2 separate regions of the Mus musculus genome follow, and region 1 is linked to region 2. Evidence: chromatin contacts called from public Hi-C data. All regions are on one chromosome and are shown on one strand. The core of a region is the stretch at or near the end of the contact, and the rest is flanking DNA. Distances in the headings are between cores, read along the strand shown.

Region 1 (5,216 bases), core at 500-2,999, 90 kb before region 2:
CCCTATCTCCAGAGTGCTGGGATTACAGACGTGCGCCACCATACACCACTATGCAGGGCTCAAACACTAGGCTTCATGGATACTAGATAAACATTCAACAAACTGAGTTACAAATCCAGCCCACTTGAAATTACTTTTTTTTTTTTATTCCTGTGATCAAATCCCTGAAAAACAGCACTTGAAGGGAGAAGTATTCTTATTTCTGAAGAGATCTTGGCTCATGATCTGAAGGGATACAGTATATCATGGAAGCAAAGGCAAGATGGTGGAAGTGTGGAGTGGCTGGTCACGCCATATCCACAGTCAGGAAGTAGATGGAGATGAACAGAGATCTCCATACTTGATTTTTTTTTAATCATCTTGGGACTCCACCACCCACATTAGTCCATTTGGGAGAAACACTAAAGGCCTACGCAGAGTTATGGCTCCTAAGTGATTCTAAATCTAACCAAGTTGAACGTTAACTACCACATTAACCTAAGTCTAAACATCATAGATCAATGATGACAGAAGCAGACAAAAGACAAAACAAAACAAACAAACAAACCAAGGTCTGAGTAACCAGTGGGACAGATGCCAGGCAAGGGCGCAGCCCAGACTGACAGCCAATTCATTAGAAGAGAATCCCTTCAGGATAAGCCAACTCATTCTTTGAAGCAATGTAGTCACAAGAATGAGGCAGTACTCTTTGCTGGCTTTTGGCCAGCCCAGCTCTGGGAAGCGTGGTCAGCGTCTTTAACTGGACTTGGCCTCCGGAAACAAAGCTCAACCTCTTTAGCAGGAGGCAGGGTTTCCCCACTGCCCACTAAACTGTTTGCAAAAGAAAAGAAAGAAAGGTAAATATTTGAACACCAGAAAATAAATAATGATCATAAATAATGCAGTCGTCTTCCAGTGTTTGCCCACAGCCGCTGACAGGCTGCCATGTGAAGTTTGCTTCTTACAGCGGTGTCTGCAGCCCAGCAGCTAGGTAAGGGCGTCAGGGGAGGGAGTACCTTTTTCTAAGGCTTGTATGGCATTGTGAAGAGATCTGCTCAGAGCCCTCTCCTGCATTCTGGGAAGAAGAGAGAAGCCCCCTTTTGCTAATTCCTGGCATGTTTTATGCTATCTGAATGATCAATCCAGTTTCCTCTTCCAGGTATTATATGGGGTAGAGATAGCATAAACATGTGGAATTAACTAGAATTCAAATGACTGTCAAATGTCTATTCAAATGACTGTATCAATGACATAATTCACCTGAACTCCAGCTGCCCATTCACAAAGTGGGTACAGCAGAAGGTACAGCAAGGACACTGTTCAAGGATGAGCCACGGTATAATTCATATACTTGGCACAAAACGGGCACAGCCATTTGCAGTCGGCAAATTACAAAGAGGAATTTAGACGCTCCTTGGAAAACAAAGCAACAAAAACAAGACGTTCCTACCTGGCCTGCCTCTTAAACACACGGCACCAACTGGCGTGTGTTTTAAAAACCGTATCTGTGTCTCATGCTCAAGTAATCATTCTAAAAATACAGATTCCGCAAAAGGAAATGTGGTGCATCTACTTCTGATTTTACTCTTTATAAAAACACAAGCAGATCCTCTGCACGGAGGGAGAGAATTCAATTTGCAGTTTCTTGACGTGTGTTTTGCCTTCCCAGGGAAACGTGTAAGCTGGTAACTCAGCATACGTCAGATTTGGGAGGCAGCCATGTCTCTTGCAGCACTCAGCCTCACTAACAAGGCACAGCTTCTCCAAATGACCCATCCGTCAGCGGCACGTGAGCTGGGAGAATTGATTAGCCAGCCCTGTCACAGGAGAGCCATGGTGCAGCCTGAGAAAAACCATGCCAACACCCCACGCTCTCGGCCTCGGGGTGCATTCCGTTTGAGGGGTCGAATGGAGTTGAATTGATGAAGTGTTAAAAGTGAGAAGGTAACACAGAGATGTGGTCCTCTGCTTAAGGCAGATGGGTAAATCAAAGCCCAGAGCATCAGACAGCTTGCTCAGTGACAGAGCTGCCGATGCAAGCCAGGTTTCTTGACCTCCTTCCCGGCCACTGGGGAAATCTATTTCATCCATAGCCAAGTGAAATGTTTTCCTGGATTCCCCTGTGACTCTGAGGGTACAGGAACTGGAATATAAAGGCTTAGAGTCCCTTGGCCTTATTCTGTTTAGATCACACCTTACATGGGATGGCACCACCAAGAGAGGTGATCCGTGGGATAGAACAACATCACCTGGCTTCCTGGCCCTTTGGCTTTCTGAGTGGCTCTGTGCCTCCATACCAGCAGGGTGTCTAGCATATTGCAGGAATTCAATGAGTATTAACTGACTGGACACATTTTAAGTGTACACTGTCAAATCTTGTTAGTAAAAACAGTGCAATGAGCGTTGACCCTTGGCTGATAGGAGAGAGAGGCTCGAGCAAGAGTAACTGGATAAATAAGACTCTCAGCAAGCAGGAAGAATGACTCTCCACTCCTGCCTTTACCACCTGGCTGACCAACGGCCCAGTGACAAATGTGACAAGGACAAATGATTTATCCTCTCTCAGTGTTGTTTCTCCCAACTGTCATATGGAATAAAATGACTCTTCTGCGGGGTTTTACAAAGGCAGAACGATATTTACTGAACACTACCGATTCAATAGATATAAACAGAGGCACAAAGAAGAGACAGCTTGGGGACCTGATGGACTGACCATATGAAAAGCCCAGAACCATGGCCGCCACTCTCCACCCCCCCCATCACTGCTGCTTCCGGGCTGCCGAGAAGTGAGCAACTTTGCTGCACCATGTGCTCTATCCTTTGATGTTTGCTTCTTCCTTGACAGGCCCAAAGGCAAGGGAGCCAGTCAGCCATGGACTGAAACCTCTGAAACCGTAGCCCCAAATAAACCTTAGCCCCAGGTTAGTATCTCCGGTATTTTATCATATGGTCACAGTTCTAAAGCTGACAAATACATTCATATTCAGAAGTACTGTATTTACTAGATGTTACATTCTAAGGTTTTGTATGTAATGTGTGTCGCATCCTCAGGTAATGTGTGTATGTGTGTGTGTGTGTGTGTGTGAATACATACACATACACATATACATGGCGTGTCATATTCTGAAGTACTTGATGCATTGAATGCTATATTTGAGGTTAAGATTTCCAAGCTCAAAATATTTGAGGGAAAAGAAGCCAGTCTGTAACACCAGTTTTTCTCTTCCTTTGGATGAATTGTATGTCCTTGCACTCTTCCAAAAAGAACACAATATTCAAGCACTAATATCTTGTCACTAGATAAGGTCAAGCCTATGACAGGCATTGGTCTGGGAAAGAATTACGCTCATTTAATTGTCACGACGGCCTATGTATTAGTCTGTCTACTCCCAGAAGCATGGATCTCTCTCCAGATGGCCAGTGGAAAGAGGGTAACCTTGAACTTCTGGTCCTCTTATCTCCACTCCCTAGGTGTCTTAGTCACGGTTTCTATTCCTGCACAAACATTATGACCAAGAAGCAGCTGGGGAGGAAAGGGTTTATTCAACTTACATTTCCACATCGCTGTTCATCACTGAAAGAAGTAAGGACTGGAACTCAAGCAGGTCAGGAAGCAGGAGCTGATGCAGAGGCCATGGGGGAATGCTGCTTACTGGCTTGCTTCCACTGGCTTGCTCAGCTTGTTTTCTTATAGAACCCAAGACTACCAGACCAGAGATGGTACCACCCACAAGGGGCCCTCCACCCTTGATCACGAATTGAGAAAATGCCCCACAGTTGGATTTCATGGAGGCACTTCCCCAGCTAAAGCTCCTTTCTCAGTGATAACTCCAGCTGTGTCAAGTTGACACAAAACTAGCTAGTACACTAGAGTTGGGATTAAAGGTATGTGCTATCTCCCCTGGTCTTCTGTGGTATTCAAGACCCAACTCAGAGCTTTGTGCACTTCAGGCAAGCCCTCTACCAACTGAGTTATTTCCCCAGACCACCAGCCCTGACACCTGAGAACATGGTCTTATTTGGAGACAGAATTGTTGCAGGTGCAAGGAAACTATAGAATCTTAAGGAGAAGGCAGCCGTGGTCACTGGTTCTGTGTCATGAGATAAAGACAGTGTTGTGAGACTCATGGGAGAGGCAAAGATGAGTTAGGAACGGGAAGATGGAGACAAAGATTGGAGAGATGCTGCCACAACCGTGGAAACCCTGGGGAGCCATCAGAGGCTGAAGGAGACAAGGGAGGATCCTTCCTGCCATCAGAGACGGTCAATATGCCTTCCACCCTAGCCCCTGACACCTTCAGCCTGGATTCCTAGCCTCCAGAACTGTAAGAGAACCTATCTTGTTCCTCAAGAGCCATGTGTTGGACTGACTCCTTTCTTACAGCAGCCACAGGGAACACCCACTGCATGGACCTTGTGCTGCATGGCTCTCACACAAGCATGATGTGTAGGAGGCAGTCCATCCCAGCCCAAGAATCACATCTAATCTCCACCAGGTTACCCAAACCCTTCTGTGTTGTCACAGGCCTTGCTGCCTGCAGACAAAGCCTTGGATAGACACAGGAGCCTGAGATCAAGACTTGGGTTGTCCAACCGCAAACAGAAACACCATGGAAGTGGGATTGGGGGAAGGCTGAAAACAGGGAAGCAGGCTAGCAGACAGTCATTTCACATTTTTTTTGACGGCTTGTGGGGTCCTTTACCCATTCCAGGAGGTTGAACTTGAACAGGTCCCTGCCTTTCGGGCTAGAAAAACCTACAGGAATGAATGGTGCCTCTCAGGTGCCCCTCAGGTCACCACCCTATTGTTTCTCATAACCCATAAGGAAGCCCCGTTTGCAGACATAGATGCAGCTGGGAATGTTCCCGTCCCTCAGTGTCCCAGCCCTTGGTGCCTGTGCTTCTTTATAATGCCTGTGCTTTCTGTAACAGGTTATAAGCTCTTCTGTGTATTGGTGGGGGGAAGGCATTCCTCCCCTGACTTGGACTCATCTTTCCTTTTGAAAACTCTCCCCTCAGCCCGGTGGGCTCTTCATTCAGACTAACAATAGCCCTGGCAATAATGAGGTGGCAGTGGAGAAGAGCTACAGTTTAATAAAGCTTTGGCCTAGCGGCCTCCCACTCCCCACACCACGATCCTCATAAAGCCTTTTCATCGTTCCAGGGCTGTGGTTTCCACCCTGGTGTCTGTGAATGGCTGTCTCAACTGAAAGGACTCTTTATTTGTTCTCTGGGAT
Region 2 (5,178 bases), core at 831-3,330:
AGTCCTCCTTCTGTATCCCATACTTCCTTGTCCAATTAGTGGGACAAAGGTATTTAGGGGAAATGTTTGGGGAACTTTCTATCGGACGTCTGAGTCAAATTCCCAAACCATGTAGAATACGATAGAGATCCTCAGTTTATCTTTAATGTCAAAGTCTGCATGCATGTCCTCTTCTGATCCCCTGTAGAATCTATGAGTATTGTGTAGTTCTCACCTACAGGTGAGGTGATAGGAAGCTGTGCAGTTTGTTCAATGTCTAGTAGATGGGTAATGCTGAGGCAGGACTCAAACCCACACCCGCCTAAATCCCAGCCCTTGTCTAGCTCTGCCTTCTGCTCTGATGAGAATGTGACTATCAGCTCATGGTCTCCTCCTGTGAGTCACAGGCACTTCCAGAATGAAAGACTCTGCTTTAGACAAGCCACTCATCCACACAGGGAGACACACCCATTTATGTGTAGCCCACAACAGTTCTTAAGGGTTTCTTCAAGCCAAATGACTACTGTCCCTGGCAATAATGATCCAGTGTATAAAGGACTTAAACAAGGATGAGAAAGCAATTGGTTGGGATCTATAGCTATCATTCCTAGGTACAGGTTTTATAGAGTGTGAGCTACATACTGTAAGTATACAAGTCAATATGTTTGGCCCAAATGTCACCTGTATAACCACCACACTTAATTTACCAACCTACTACCATTATTCCAGAATTTTCCTTTTTCCTCCTTTCTACTCAATTCTTACCCCACAGATACCCACCATTCTAGCACTGGAGATCAGTATGCCTAGCACAGGTCTTTCAAAGTTAGAGCTGTAGAGTCCGTACATGTGTCTCACTTTTGGGCCTATCACAGTTAGAGCTGTAGAATCTCTGCATGTTTCTCACTTCTGGGCCTAGCATATTTTTGAGCTTCTTCTCCTTTGTTGCAGATATCACGAATACCATTCTTTTTGTGGGTGAGTGTTAACCCAACTTGTTCACCCTGTTGATGAGTATGTGAGTGCTCTGATTTTTGGCGATTACTCGTGAAGGCAGGATGCTTTTCTAAGTCTCTTTATGGTCACACACTCCTTTTTCTTCTCTGGTAGTGGGATGCTAAGTCATTGACAAGGGGCACATGCAACCGAAATGTTTAAATTCTGTCAAAGAGTTCTCTGCGATGATTTTTAGAAGGCCAGGGTCCTTGCTTCTCCACATCATCGTCTACATCTTGGTTTTTCATTGTATTTCTGGTGACCAGCCCCTCATTTCCCTATCAGCTAATGAAATTAAATAACTTTTCACAGTCTTAGCTAAAATTCATAGCTTACTACAGAATTTGTTGCTCCTATAGATAGGACCCAGTCTTATTTTAGGAGGCTATTTGCATAATAAATAGGAAAAAAAAACCTTGGCGCCAGACTTAGGTCCACATCTTCATTCTGCCACTCACTATCTCCGATGACTTTTGCCCTGGAGTTCATCCTTCTTTCCTCGTTCCCATGTCCTTGTAAGGTGTCCTTCCTCCTCTCTCTTCCATGCAGAGCTGATTCCTCTAGAGAGAACAGGAATCCTAAACTGAGCCAACTAGATCCCTCCCTGGGAAGTCTGAGAAAGAAGAGAGGGATGGGTGGAAGAGGGAAGAGGGAGGACGGGAGAGGATGGAAGAAGAAGGGGGGACCAGAAGAAAGAACCCAGCAAAGGTGTTTCAGATGCTAAATCAATAACAATGGCACTGAACACCGTCCTGGACACTGTCAGCACCCTTGCCTTCAACAGATGGACCACTCAGTATGAAGGGAGCCAGTCTGCGTGACAGAGGAGAATTATTCAGACTGCAGAACAGCGTGCAACGATGACCCTGATGAAGGGCGGTGAATGTTACTTTCCTTCTCTCTAGAGGACATCACAGGACTCAGTGGTATGTGCTTCTGGGAAGGCCGAGTCTCTCAGCATTTAATCAGGATCTTCCTGCCTCCAAGTACCGTGTATCACTTCCTGGCTTGAAGCAGTGAAAATCCCCTGTGAGAGTCTCCGGTCTCGCACTTCCCCTGCTGGGGCAAATTCATAAGCTTCACGTTGAGATGACAGATCCAACAGTACAGAAGCAGCTGAGTCCCTGAGTCACCACACAGAGGACAGCTGTCCTGGAGAGCCACACAGGCCTGAAGGCTGGGAAAAATATAGCGTTTGTTGTCTTATGCCATGGAGATCTTGAAATTGTCATAACTTAGTTCATCCTTGTTCATAGCCTGTCTGAGCCTTAGTTCCCTATTGGGTAAAACGGGGATATGTTTGTTATTCGTGCATGAAGTAATGTCGTCTTTGAGGTAGTTTCCACGGTACCTACACAGAGAAGCATTGTGAAGAAGCATAATTTCTTCTCCTTAAGCATGTGTGATCTCCTGGCCCAGTGTGTTCTAGTACAGTCTACATCTACCAGATACTTACATCAGTAGGATCCAGTCAGTGTACATACAGTGTCATGGGACACACATTCACATTATTCTGAAGGGTTTACAGCCATGTCTAGAGGGATCTGTGTGGATAGGTATGGCTTGTCTTTGTCAAGGAAGGCGAGAAGGACTAAGGGTGACACAGGGCTGCAGACTGATTTACCCCTGCTGCCAAAAGCTACAGATCTCATTTTGTTCACAGGGAGTGGGGCCAAGCACCCAGGGCTCTTGTGGGATGCTCTCCTCTTCTTCCTTGCTGTGACAGATGGACAGTAATCCACAAGCCAGCACTGAGGAGAAAGAAGATTGCCCTGCCAGCTGGTCCTAAAAAAAAGAAAGCAAGGAAAATCCATGTCTCTGTGATATACTGAAAGCACCAAGGTTTAGCCTTGGACATCCTTCCTGCACCCCATGTATGCATGTCCTGCCAAACCGGACTCTGTACACTTCCACACCACTATTCATGTGTGTGTGCATGTGTGTGAGTGTGTGTGTGTGTGTGTGTGTGTGTGTGACTTGAAAGGACCCAGATAGAGCTGTCTCTTGTGAGACTATGCCGGGGCCTAGCAAACACAGAAGTGAATGCTCACAGTCAGCTATTGGATGGACCACAGGGCCCCCAATGAAGGAGCTAGAGAAAGTATCCAAGGAGCTAAAGGGGTCTGCAACCCTATAGGTGGAACAACAATATGAACTAACCAGTACCCCCCAGAGCTCGTGTCTGTAGCTGCCTATGTATCAGAAGATGGCCTAGTCGGCCATCAGTGGAAAGAGAGGCCCATTAGTCATGCAAACTTTATATGCCTCAGTACAGGGGAACGCCAGGGCCAAGAAGTGGGAGCAGGTGGGTGGGGAATGGGTGGGGGAGCGTGTGGGGGACCTTTGGGATAGCATTGGAAATGTAAATGAAATAAATACCCAATTAAAAAAATAAATAAATCTTAAAAACAAACAAAAAACAAAACAACAACAACAAAAAAAAAACCACACACACAAAAGACAACAAGAATTAAAAAAAAAAAAGAAAAGAAAAGAAAAAAAAGAAAGTCATACTGGGGCTCAGCAAAACTCATCATCATTCTTTCCTACAATTCTGTTTGGCATTTACCACACTTGGTGTTTACAGTTTGAAAGGCCTCCCACTATGGCCAACACTTCACTCTCCAAATTAGCATATTCACCCAGCCAAAAAGGACACAGTCATGAGAAAAGGATTTGACACTGACATCCATGTCATTTTACAAGCTAAAATGACTATGTGATCCTGTAATCATCAACTGGGCCCAACAGGGAACAGTTCTACAATGACAGTTCCTTGAACGGACAGAGGGAAGTTTCCACGTTTACCGGTATCTGAGGCCTCAGGTTGGTCTCCTCAGAAAACACAACGCCTTTCCCGGCAGAAAGGAGGTTCTCTGGCCTTGAAGAGTCTCCAGGAAGCTCTTACAGGCTTGCTTCAAGCTGATTTTGTCTGAGATATAGGACAGGCACAAATGAACCAAAGGAATAAGAAATGACTCATCTGCCTTCTTATCTACCTGTCTTCAAGCTCCAGTCTACTAAATGGCCATTTTCATTTTTACATTTCGTCCTCTGAGCACTTTGGTGGGGAAAAGGGCAGATTTTCTGGAAATGTATTTTGTCTATTGAGAGCCCCCAAATCTCAGTCTAGGGCCAGAAATATATATGTGTTATACATACTTCCTTAAAAGAAGTCAGGACTCTGTATCTTTGGGGTTGAACTGAAACCAACCTTCGACAAAATTTGAGTATTTATTGGTGAGTGAGATGGCGTGAGACCCCATTTCCTTCCTCCTGCAGGTAAGGGGTTTCCCCTTCCTTTCGTCAGGGGCATTCCATCTGTGAGTGTGACATTTGTTTACGTTCAGGGCCATGCCTGGGAAGACAAGTGGCTGGGTCTTTCCTTCTTAGTATTTGGTGTTCCACCACACACAGTACGGTTATTCAGGGTTAACATGTTTTCTTTCTTGTCTCGAGGGGGATGTTAAGAACCTTACAGCTCAGCTTCTCAGCTGTTGACATTGGTTTGTTGGTTTGCTCTGTTGCTTTTACTGGTAGCTGAGTTGAGCTTGAAGAGAGAGGACCATGTGGCAGTGAGTTGGGAGATGCATTGCAAAGAGAACTCTCTGGAAAAGAGGATGGCCACAGTATGTTGTCAGACTAGATATGGAACCCCAAAAGTGGGAAAATAGGGGGTTACTACATGGCTTCTAAGTGCAATGGGCTCCCAACTTGAAGAAGATAAGCCTACCCAACCACCACTAAGAGATGAGAGCAGGGAAAAGTTGTTTTCCTGACTGACAAATTCAGGAGTACGCTTAGTTCGAAATCGTGGACAATGTGTTCAAAGAGTTCAAGTGATGGACTGAAACATTTTGGGACATGCTCAGCTTTGGTCATGAAATTTCCATTTTTAAAAAGGAAAGAATATTTTGAAGATGTGTTTGTATGAGTTGCCCCTAAAAGTGCCTACCTTACTTAGTGACAAACCATTGCTCAGAGTAGAATTCACACAATTGAAATGTATTCTAATGTGTGTGTTTGTGTGTGTATACACACACATATATATGTATATATGTATTATATGTATGCACATCTATATACATATATGTGCACATATATATACATACATATATGTATGTATGTATATATATATATATATTCTAATACCCTCATTTAAAGAGTAGAAAGAGATGAATTTTGTTTTTAATTGGAGGCAAA

What was found. A called contact is a pair of places that touch in the nucleus more often than the background predicts.
Region 1: a Hi-C map of cerebellar granule neurons shows a contact between it and region 2, with 2.2 times the contacts expected there. The contact joins two enhancer-like sites. A contact is called at or near these places in 3 of 484 Hi-C or Micro-C datasets (Sertoli cells, cerebellar granule neurons and liver), 4 of 115 datasets of contacts at active chromatin or transcription factors (cardiomyocytes, embryonic stem cells, extraembryonic endoderm stem cells and 1 more) and 1 of 9 other capture datasets (embryonic stem cells).

Annotation. Positions count from the first base shown.
Region 1 is chr13:43,987,449-43,992,664 of GRCm38.p6, reverse strand. No RefSeq gene overlaps it. Among named protein-coding and RNA genes, the nearest start is that of Gm2233, 41 kb to the right of the region's middle. Within about 2 kb of position 1,749, at least 47 of the 459 cell types and tissues checked have an H3K27ac peak or open chromatin away from gene starts, as enhancers often do. A contact at or near this core is called in cerebellar granule neurons, where this site is marked.
Region 2 is chr13:43,897,818-43,902,995 of GRCm38.p6, reverse strand. No RefSeq gene overlaps it. Among named protein-coding and RNA genes, the nearest start is that of Gm23117, 28 kb to the right of the region's middle. Within about 2 kb of position 2,080, at least 38 of the 459 cell types and tissues checked have an H3K27ac peak or open chromatin away from gene starts, as enhancers often do. A contact at or near this core is called in cerebellar granule neurons, where this site is marked.